Regions from separate parts of the Hordeum vulgare genome. Here region 1 is linked to region 2. Evidence: chromatin contacts called from public Hi-C data. All regions are on one chromosome and are shown on one strand. The core of a region is the stretch at or near the end of the contact, and the rest is flanking DNA. Distances in the headings are between cores, read along the strand shown.

The links. Hi-C and Micro-C count contacts between places; a contact is called where the count stands out from the background.
Region 1: a contact with region 2 is called in a Hi-C map of leaf, with 5 times the contacts expected there. The contact joins the promoter of LOC123395508 here to the promoter of LOC123399801 in region 2. A contact is called at or near these places in 3 of 6 Hi-C or Micro-C datasets (all in leaf).

What each region holds. Positions count from the first base shown.
Region 1 is chr5H:379,127,448-379,132,109 of MorexV3_pseudomolecules_assembly, reverse strand. LOC123395508 reads right to left here and starts at 2,887. Exons shown (of 12, transcript XR_006609774.1): 1 at 1,986-2,887; 2 at 1,737-1,897; 3 at 1,401-1,461; 4 at 1,261-1,326; 5 at 1,083-1,168; 6 at 505-562; 7 at 86-298.
Region 2 is chr5H:378,743,273-378,747,588 of MorexV3_pseudomolecules_assembly, reverse strand. LOC123399801 (bifunctional aspartokinase/homoserine dehydrogenase 2, chloroplastic) reads left to right here and starts at 2,623. Exons shown (of 19, transcript XM_045094183.1): 1 at 2,623-2,820; 2 at 4,033-4,095. The coding sequence starts at 2,741.

The sequences.
Region 1 (4,662 bases), core at 1,638-4,137, 380 kb before region 2:
GTCATTTGCCCTATAATGTGACATCCATATTTTTGTTACTGTAGAAATGCAATTGCCTGGATAGTAGAAGGAAAGTAATAGTTACCCCAAATTCTGTGTTTACAAAAGACTGGACAAAATCCATCAGTTGAATCTTTGCCCACTTATAGCACATGTCAGGATTGTCAGCCCGAGGTGGATGTCTCCAAGGCGCGCCAAAAGACAATCTGTTCTCTGGTACTTTACCCTCACGTACATCAGAAGCAAACTTCTGCACCATGCTTAATGCTGTTTGCATTGCGGGATTCACAACAGATACCTGGTGAGCAGAAAGGGAACAATAGTGCTCATATACCTCTTATATTAGCTGTTTTCTCTTAGTTTCGATATTTAATGCAAACATACACATTTTCAATAAAAGAGCAAATCTGCGAACTAGAAATAACTACAGCTTTCCAGGATGAGGAGAATGGCATCTCATGGAGCTTAGGTGCCTCAGCTGTGATTAAAGTAACATTTACTTACTTGCAAGTGTGCCAGGTATGTGTCAATAATTTCCTCAATGTTTGTGTCATGCAAAACCCTGCAATGAAATGGATATTAAACAACAATAACAGTAACATGAAGTATGAACGCGTGGCAGTGCCAAACAGACTGAGGTTGATGCTCTTAATATACTATGTTTGGAATCCTGAAAATATGATGAAACTCTGCCACTCAATAGACCTAATTGCAAACTATTAACCTGCTAAAGATTACTACCTCCATGAGGAAATAGATGATGTCTGCAATCACACTTTTTAATTTTGACTGATGATATATAAAGAAAATATTCAGATTTATCATGTAAAACTAGTACTATTAGATTCATCATTTTATAATATTATAGTTTATCAGTTTCTTACTAAGATATTTGTATGGGATGAGAAGTAACAGTTAAAGTTGGGTGTTAGAGACTGTCCATGTCTGAAACGACATGGATTTAAGAACAGTGGGAGTGTTATGTTTGAAAACAATAAGGCTCAAGGACTGAAGACTTCAAACACTTCCGTTGTAAGCGACAGTGTATAGAATTAATTGATAAAAGCGGTAATGTTACTTACTCTGGGCCATTCGCCTTCTGTTTCAGCATATATATCTCACATAATTGTCGTGGGTTTGGTCCAAGAAGCTCATCAACGACTTTCCACTATAACTTCAATAAACATCAGAAGGAAATTATGCACGCAGTTTGCACAAGGGAGAAAAGAAACGGAATTAGCGAGTATAAAATCTTACTACCTCCTGTTCACTGAAGAACTCAGAAACCATATGCAGCTTAGCTTCTTGTGGTGTCCAACCAAACGTCTGTGGTATAAAGTAATCATGACTTCAGGAAAACGAGGACAAAGCACAACTGTCCAAAAGTAAATTAAGCATACCTCACGAGAAATGAAGATATTAGGAAAACCAAAATCGACGAATGCTTGGGAAGAATAGTATCTGCAAAGATTTCAAAAGGAATATTAATATTACCGATTTACATGGAGAGTGATCTTAGCATTTGAATCAACAGATAAATTGTGCATCCTTATTGTGGATTGTACAACAAATCAACAAAGTAGATCAAAACCTTATGCTAAGGCAATACAAATTTCTCGATCTTGTTGCAACTTACAAGTCTTTGAGCATTCATTTAGTCTCTATGCATTCTGTTCATTCAAGTAATGCAACATTCATCAAACATAGCATGCAGAAACATACAGGCAGACTCTTACCCATCTGACGTGGACATAATGACCGGTAAGCACTGTTCATTAGCACCGAGTGCTATCACCCTCCAAATGAAGCTGTCATGGTACACAGCTGCAGGCACCATTGTATCGTCCTCGCATATCGCCTTCCTCAGGGCATCGACGTTGTTCAGCACCAGCTTTGGCTGCAAATCAACAATGTCATCACTGACACACTACCTCACATTGTCCTCATGAACCCTCGCACCAACTGAAAATCACACAAAATTCTACCTGGAAAAAATCCTCCTCGGCTGCGCCTGACAACACATCCAGCAGGAGGCATGGCCAGTCTGTGGCTGAATTGGCCAGTGGACGGGAGAACCGGCCTGTCCTGTTCATCTCCCGCACCGCCTCCTTCCTCCACCCCTCCTGCATCCCGAGAACTTCCTTGGCCACCCGCAGCGCCGCCATGGCCTCCTGCATGTACGCCCTCTCCTCCATGGAGCAGTTCGGTACCTCCCCCTCGCCAATGCGGAAGGTGGGGTCGTCACCACGGGCCGAGGAGGTTGCAGCTAGGACAGCCCTCGCCCAGAGCACCGGAACCGAGTTAGTTGCCTGGCCGCGGCGGGAGGCAGGACCCGCCAGGCGAGAGAGCACGGTGTGGAGGCCGTGGGACCGCGAGAGCGCGGCGAGCACGTCCTTGGAACCGACGGCACCTCGGAGTACAGCGGCGCGGGTGAGTTCCTCCAGCGCAGACTCGAGCCGGAGGCGGAGGGAGGGCAGGGAAGGAGGCGTGTCGGCGAGGAGAGACCAGGGCGCATGAGCAGGGGAACTGGGAGAGGGGTGGAGGAAGTCTACGAAGGCGGCGTAGTGCGGGGGCTCGGACCACTGAGGGAGGAGGCGGTTGAGGAGGAGCGTGGACTTGCCGACGCCGCGGGGGCCGTGGAGGAGCAGCGGTTGCGGCACGCGCGGGTGGAGGGCGTGGTTGTGGAGGACGGTCTCCATAACCGGCCGCGGGATCACGCGCCACGGGCGGCCGCCTGCCCCGGCGGCGGCGGCAGCCATGGCGAGCGGCGGCGCGCGGAGGTGGTTGCAGGGTTCTGTGGGGTTTCCGGGGAGACGGGTGTGGTGGTGGTGGTGAACACGAATGGAGCAGAAAGAAAGTCAGATGGGATCGCGAAGTTCCGGGCCGGGCCAGGCCGGTCAGGAATAATACCAAGCCTGGTTATTTTATTTTTCTGCGTGGCATCCTAAAAAATATGGAACGTTCAAAAAAACTACTAGTAGAGTGTTCGCGTGATATCACGGGCCATGAATTTTTTATCAACTGTATATACAGACATAATGCATGTCAAATTTTGCATATGTAGAAATGATAGCACATAGCAATCAAAAAGTATTTGAAATCCACTTCAGTTTTGATGTTGTAAGATGATAAAAGACATAATAGAAAGTTGTGTACATAAAGAGCAATGATCTAACTAATTATTTGTTACAAACTTAGGTATATTTGATGGGTGTCGTGGGTATAAGTCTGACAGTAGATGTGTAGGGTACGAAAGGATGGGCAGAGCCTTAGCTATGGCGAGGATGTATGAGTTCAGGCCCCTCTACGGTGGAGGTAAAAGCCCTACGTCTCAGTGCTCTTGGAAGCTTAGTGTCGAGTGAAATATAGGATTACAGTAAAAGTCAACCCATGCACCAGTGGGGAAGGGCGGCTTATATAGAGTGCGCTGCCCTCCACAACGGCCCGGTGGACAGGGGTGGTATAGTGGCGAATAAATGCCTACGTTACAGGTAACGTATGCCTTAAATGCTAATAATGGTGTATGAAAACGTATGACCGTTGCCCTCCTGGGAGGTTACGATGTACAGAGTGGAATTCAGTCGGTACTTAAATACGCTCCGAGTGCTCGTCACCGACTGGATGATGGGGGAGTCCTTAGTTCAGTCGGAACTGTCTAAGGGCCTTGTCCTCTATGAAGGGTAGTCCTTGGGTAGGACCTATAGGGCAGGCCTATGACCCTACCCTGGGACTATAACCCCATCATTAGTCCCCGAATGGATCATGGTTGGAACGATGAAGTGATGCCTGGAGTACGGATCCGACTGGTATGGATGTGACTTTGGCGTTGTTTGCCTCGATCCATTTTATCCTTTCGACCAGTGATCCGAGTGAATATACCAGTGAAACGAACCGTCAGGGACCGAGTGCTTCCGCGGAATCTTTCGATGTGACCGGTCAAACTGACAGCGGCGGATTTTCCGGGATTCTCAAATTTCGGTTGCCACGCGCTCAGCGGGGATGACGACATCGCCATCGAGTAGTTTCTGCCGCCTCAATTACCGCGCCGTTATCTTCTCCACTAACATCGCAGCAGCCGGTCGGGGGGATAAGATTTCGGGGCCACCTGTTAGCGACTCAGTCGGAAGCTTATTTAAGCCCTTCCGACGGGGATCTCTTGTTGCACTGCTCTTCTTCCTCGCATTAACCTCGCTCCTCCCGCAGCTCCCTGCGCGCCCCAAGCCTCCTCCTTCCTCTCCTCCTCTGCGGATATGTTGCCTTCACCATGACGAAGGGGCAGACCAACAAACTCGAAGCGCAAAAGAAGAAGAAGAAGAAGAAGGGGGGCTCCTGCTCAGCGGCGACAACGGGCGCTGCCGGCGGGTTGGATCCAGGGGGATTTCCTCCCCTCCACGGTGACGGCGGACGACTTGCTGGAGCTAGTGGAGCACGGCATGATCGCCAACAAGTCGTGGAGGCTGCCGGCGGAGGGCGAGACGGAGCCGGCGCCGAAGGAGGGGGAGCGCGTCCTGCTGCTCAGCCACGTGTTCAGGGGTTTCTCCCTGCCTCCCCACCCCTTCTTCAGAGGTATTATGAATCACTTCGGAGCGCAGCTCCATCATTTTCCTCCGAACGCAATAGCCCACCTTGCCGCATTTGTCACCCTTTGCGAGTGCTTTATTG
Region 2 (4,316 bases), core at 1,374-3,873:
CAGGGTGTTGGACATGGGGAAGGTAAAGAAGTTTCATCGCGGTTGGCCATAGACTAGTTTAGGATATCCATGACGTGGGAATGTATATCCACTGATGATGGTGATAGACTAGTATTGCCTTAGTACGATATATTTTATAGTTAAAATATGACCGAAATGTAAATGTCCTCGTCTGGTTTATATGAATATAATCTGGTTTGAATGAAGTTCGTCCGGTTTTCAAATAATGAATGAAATACTCCATTTGTTTTTAAATATAAGTCTTTATAGAGATTCCAATAGAGACTACACACGGAGCAAATAGAGCGGATCTATACTCCAAAATATGTCTATATTCATCCGTAGTAGTTCTTACTAAAATCTCTACAAAAATTTATACTAACGGGGGAGTATATGTGAGCAACATTGGATAGCCACCTCAGTATTGGTCTCCCTATTCGCAAACCGAGGGGGCGCCAGTTTGCATCTTAGCGTGTTTGAGATGCCATAAGAGCATCTCCAGTCGCGGCCCCAACAGGCCCCCAGGACTCTTTTTTGTCGCCGGTTCTAAAAAATCCACCCACTCGCGCCTCCAGGACCTTGTTTTTTGCCGGTTTTGGTCGAAATTGGCGCTGGCGAACCGAGGCCGAACCCATCACGCGGTGGCATCTGGGGGCGCTGGGGGAAAGAAATTAGGCGCGAAAACAAATCGCGCCAAATTCCTTCTGCGCCGAGAACGTCCGCCCTCCTCGTCGCCTTGACTCCCGCGCCGATTCAATGCGTCAGATTCCAAGGTATGGCGGCGCAGTGATGGCACGCCGCCGCGCGTCACGCCCTTTCCCACCACGCGTGCATACCGTTCCCGCCCCTTCCCCACTATAAAAGCCGCGCGTAGCTGCCGCTCGCCGCACACTCCGTCCTCCATCCTCTTTTCCCGTCTCTCTCGCCTTCGCCATCGGAAACTTTCCCCAGTCCATGGCGGAGAGGTTCCCCGGTGACAGAGTGGCTGCAAACGACTTCGACCGCCGGATGTTGCATGAGTGGGAGACGCACGCCCTCCGCGAGGCCAACTACCCGGCGCTGCCACACATGGGCGTGCCGGGCGCTTGGAGATTGAGCGGCGGAGGCGTCCCCATGCCCCTCCACCATCCGTTGTGGAACGCCGCGGTGAGGTCACGCGCATCCGGGCGTCCTTGCTGGAGCATGCGCGGCAGGAAGAAAGATACGCCACCGACAACTTTCCTTTATGGACGACGTACTTCGAGCGCCGCCACACCGGCCAACTTGCCTCCACCAACGGATTTCTGGCGCCAAGGGGGCACCACAACTCTAACGTCCGCCGTCGGTGGTGAGGCGTCCCCGAGCGCACGCTCCACGCCGTCCTCGAGCACATCAAGGGCAGCAACGAGCCGCTGTTGAAGTACCCGGCGCCATCGTTCTCGCGTCGCAGCAGGAGCTCGTGGTTGCTGAGGCGAATGACGGGGTCCTCCTCCCGCTCCTTCGGCACGTCGCCGCAGCTCGCCACCGTGAAGGCCGAGCCCCAAGAGACGTCAGAGCGCCGCCGCGGCCATGGTGGCAACCTCGTTATAAACTAGGGCCGCCGCCAACCTTCGCCTCCCTGTGGCCACCTTCGCCTGATCAGGCCGAAGAAGGAAAAGGAGATGACGCCGTCGCCGGTGGTCATCAAGCACGAGCATGTTGAGATGGCCGCCGACCTTGACATCGGCCTGAAGTGGTCGTGCAACGACTACGTTCGGGAGGAGATGGAGTGTCAGCGCCGCGCTTTTGAGAAGATCGCCGCACGACGTCGCAGTCACGAAGAGGGTGGCGTCATCATCCTCGACGACAGCGACGAGGAGGCGCCGGCGCAAATCGCCCCCGTCCGCAGCGATGATCCACATAAGGCTGTAGCAAGGACAACACGCATGATGGCGACGGCGGCGACATAGTTTTTTTAATGTTTTTATGTACTTTTTTAATTTGTACAAATTTAAATGAAATCGCCTAAGTTTCATTCAAAATCGAGTCAATTTCTTCGAATTTGATCCAAAAACATGCCTAGGCGTGCGCTTAAGCATGCATAGGCCCTAGGCGACAGCAGAACGCCTAGTGCTTAATCGTGCTAGGTGTGCACTTATGTGAGATAGGTGCTATGAAGAGGCATCTCCATAAGTCAGCCTGGGCATTCGGGTATTTTGGTTATTTCGGTTCGGGTAGTTCGGTTTATGGGTAATTCGGGTATTCAAAAATGAAAACCAAAATTATTTCTGTCAAAAAATTACCCGAACCCAAATTACCCAAAATTTTGGTTCGGGTACCCAAAATACCCAAAATATTCTGAGCATGCATCGACTTTTGATATGAATAACTCGGATAGTATGGGTATTTTTGATAATATGAGTATTTTAGTTAGTATGGGTAACAAGTTAGTGTAATAATAGCATGAAAATTTTGGACCTTGGGGGCGTGTGGGAACCCGAGCCCCTTCAAACCGATTTTAGTGCCGGTTTGCCCCCAAGCGACGGTATTTCATGCCCGGTGGGCGAACACTAAGAAAGAAAAATAAATCGTGAATTTTCTAAAAAAAACAAAAAGATCAGTGAATATTATATTTGCTTCGACAACGTGATAGCGGCGGCTTGCGCGCGGGGGGTTAAAGCAGGGTTTTTGGCGTCTAGCCTTTCCCCGTTGTAGCCTCCTCCCTCGCCACTCCGAGCCCCCTCTCCTCCCCGCCTTCCGCGCCGCCTCGCCCCGCCGCGAGATGCGGAGCCTCGCCGTCGCGAGCCCCGTCCCGACAGCCGCCGCCCATCGACGGAGGCTCCGGCCGTCCGCCTCCGGCAGGTTCGTGACCTCTCATCATTTCCTTGGCCGCTAGCGTCGATAGGGTCCTTCTGCGGCACGACTAGCTCCGACGGCGCTCCCCGATTCGACCACGTCGAGTGCTGGCGGCGATCTTATACGCTGATAATGTATTGACCGTGGGCGCGATTTTCCTGGGTTTCATTGGGGGGATATTGTTTAGATTGCCTAGTAAACGGGGCTTACGTGTTTGGTAGTATGACGATGCTCTGATGAGGCGCAGACATCAGGAATCTGTGCTATCTACGGCGTGGATAGACTTGCTTGATTTTATTGAACAGAAATGGACAGCATCTAAGCTTGTCAAAGATATTACTTCCTCTGTTTTGGGCAAGTGCATGGCTTCCTTTAACGCCTGCAGTCAAAACTGTTTTAACACCGAGTCACTGACCACCAATATACGAAAAATTATTATAACCTATATTGGTTGGGTGAAAATAGCATTATTAGTTTTGCCAGGAAAAATATTTTCATAGTACATATTTAGAATAATTGTTTACTAACATACAAATATAAAAAGTAAAAGAAAAAAATACAAATATAAAAAGGAACAGTCAAAGGTTTATGTTGGTAATGCGCCCATGTTTAAAATTTCACATATTTCTGAATGTCGGGGGTAATGATTTGCTAATGGAACTTGTTGAATAAGGGTATATCAATAGTCAAGTCAATCTAAGATGTGATTTGTGGGCATCGTACTAGTATGAACACAACAACCCATGTATACTCATACTCTTACACATGGTGTAATGATAGTCGTTAGGAGGTGGTCTTGACCTGGTCAGGATGTTTGTATCTTTTAAGCAAGGTCCGGAAGCATGAAATGGATAGTTCATTTGCTTGGAGTTTTCCAACAGAATTCGAAGTAATGAACATCGAGCTATGGATCAAGAAATGCCCATTTCATACCGTTTTCATCTTCACAGTCACAGTTTGAAACTTGTGCCCCATATACCAGTCTACTAAAGTTATAAAACAAATGGATTACTACTGATGCATTCTGCATCGACAACATGATTGTGAACTTCCAGTGGAGATAAGTTAGTTAATGTAGATTTTTGTTACCATGTTGTATCTTCTTAGATCTGACATTCTGCACCCCTATCACTATTTGTTTTATTTGGAAGTTTTCACTGCCGCTCTTTCAGTCCATCTCATGTTACACTGACGTTAAGCTGCTTGATAAATCTTCAGGGAAGTAATTTCACAATGTTTGAAGTGTGAGATAAATCAGGACCGACCTTTGGGAGCTCTAAGGTAGTGTTTTGTGCAGTGAATGTTGTTCTGACTTAATTAATTTCCTTTCAACTAGAAATGATCTGGCTTATATTTACCCAATACCCAAATTTTGAACGAATAATGATGCTGCTGTCATTTGACCATTTAATTGCTCCACCTGGTATTTCAAGCACCAGTTGCATGCTCAACCTTCCATTTCTTATCTTCTCAAAGTCGCCGACTACATTGTCCCTAGAAAA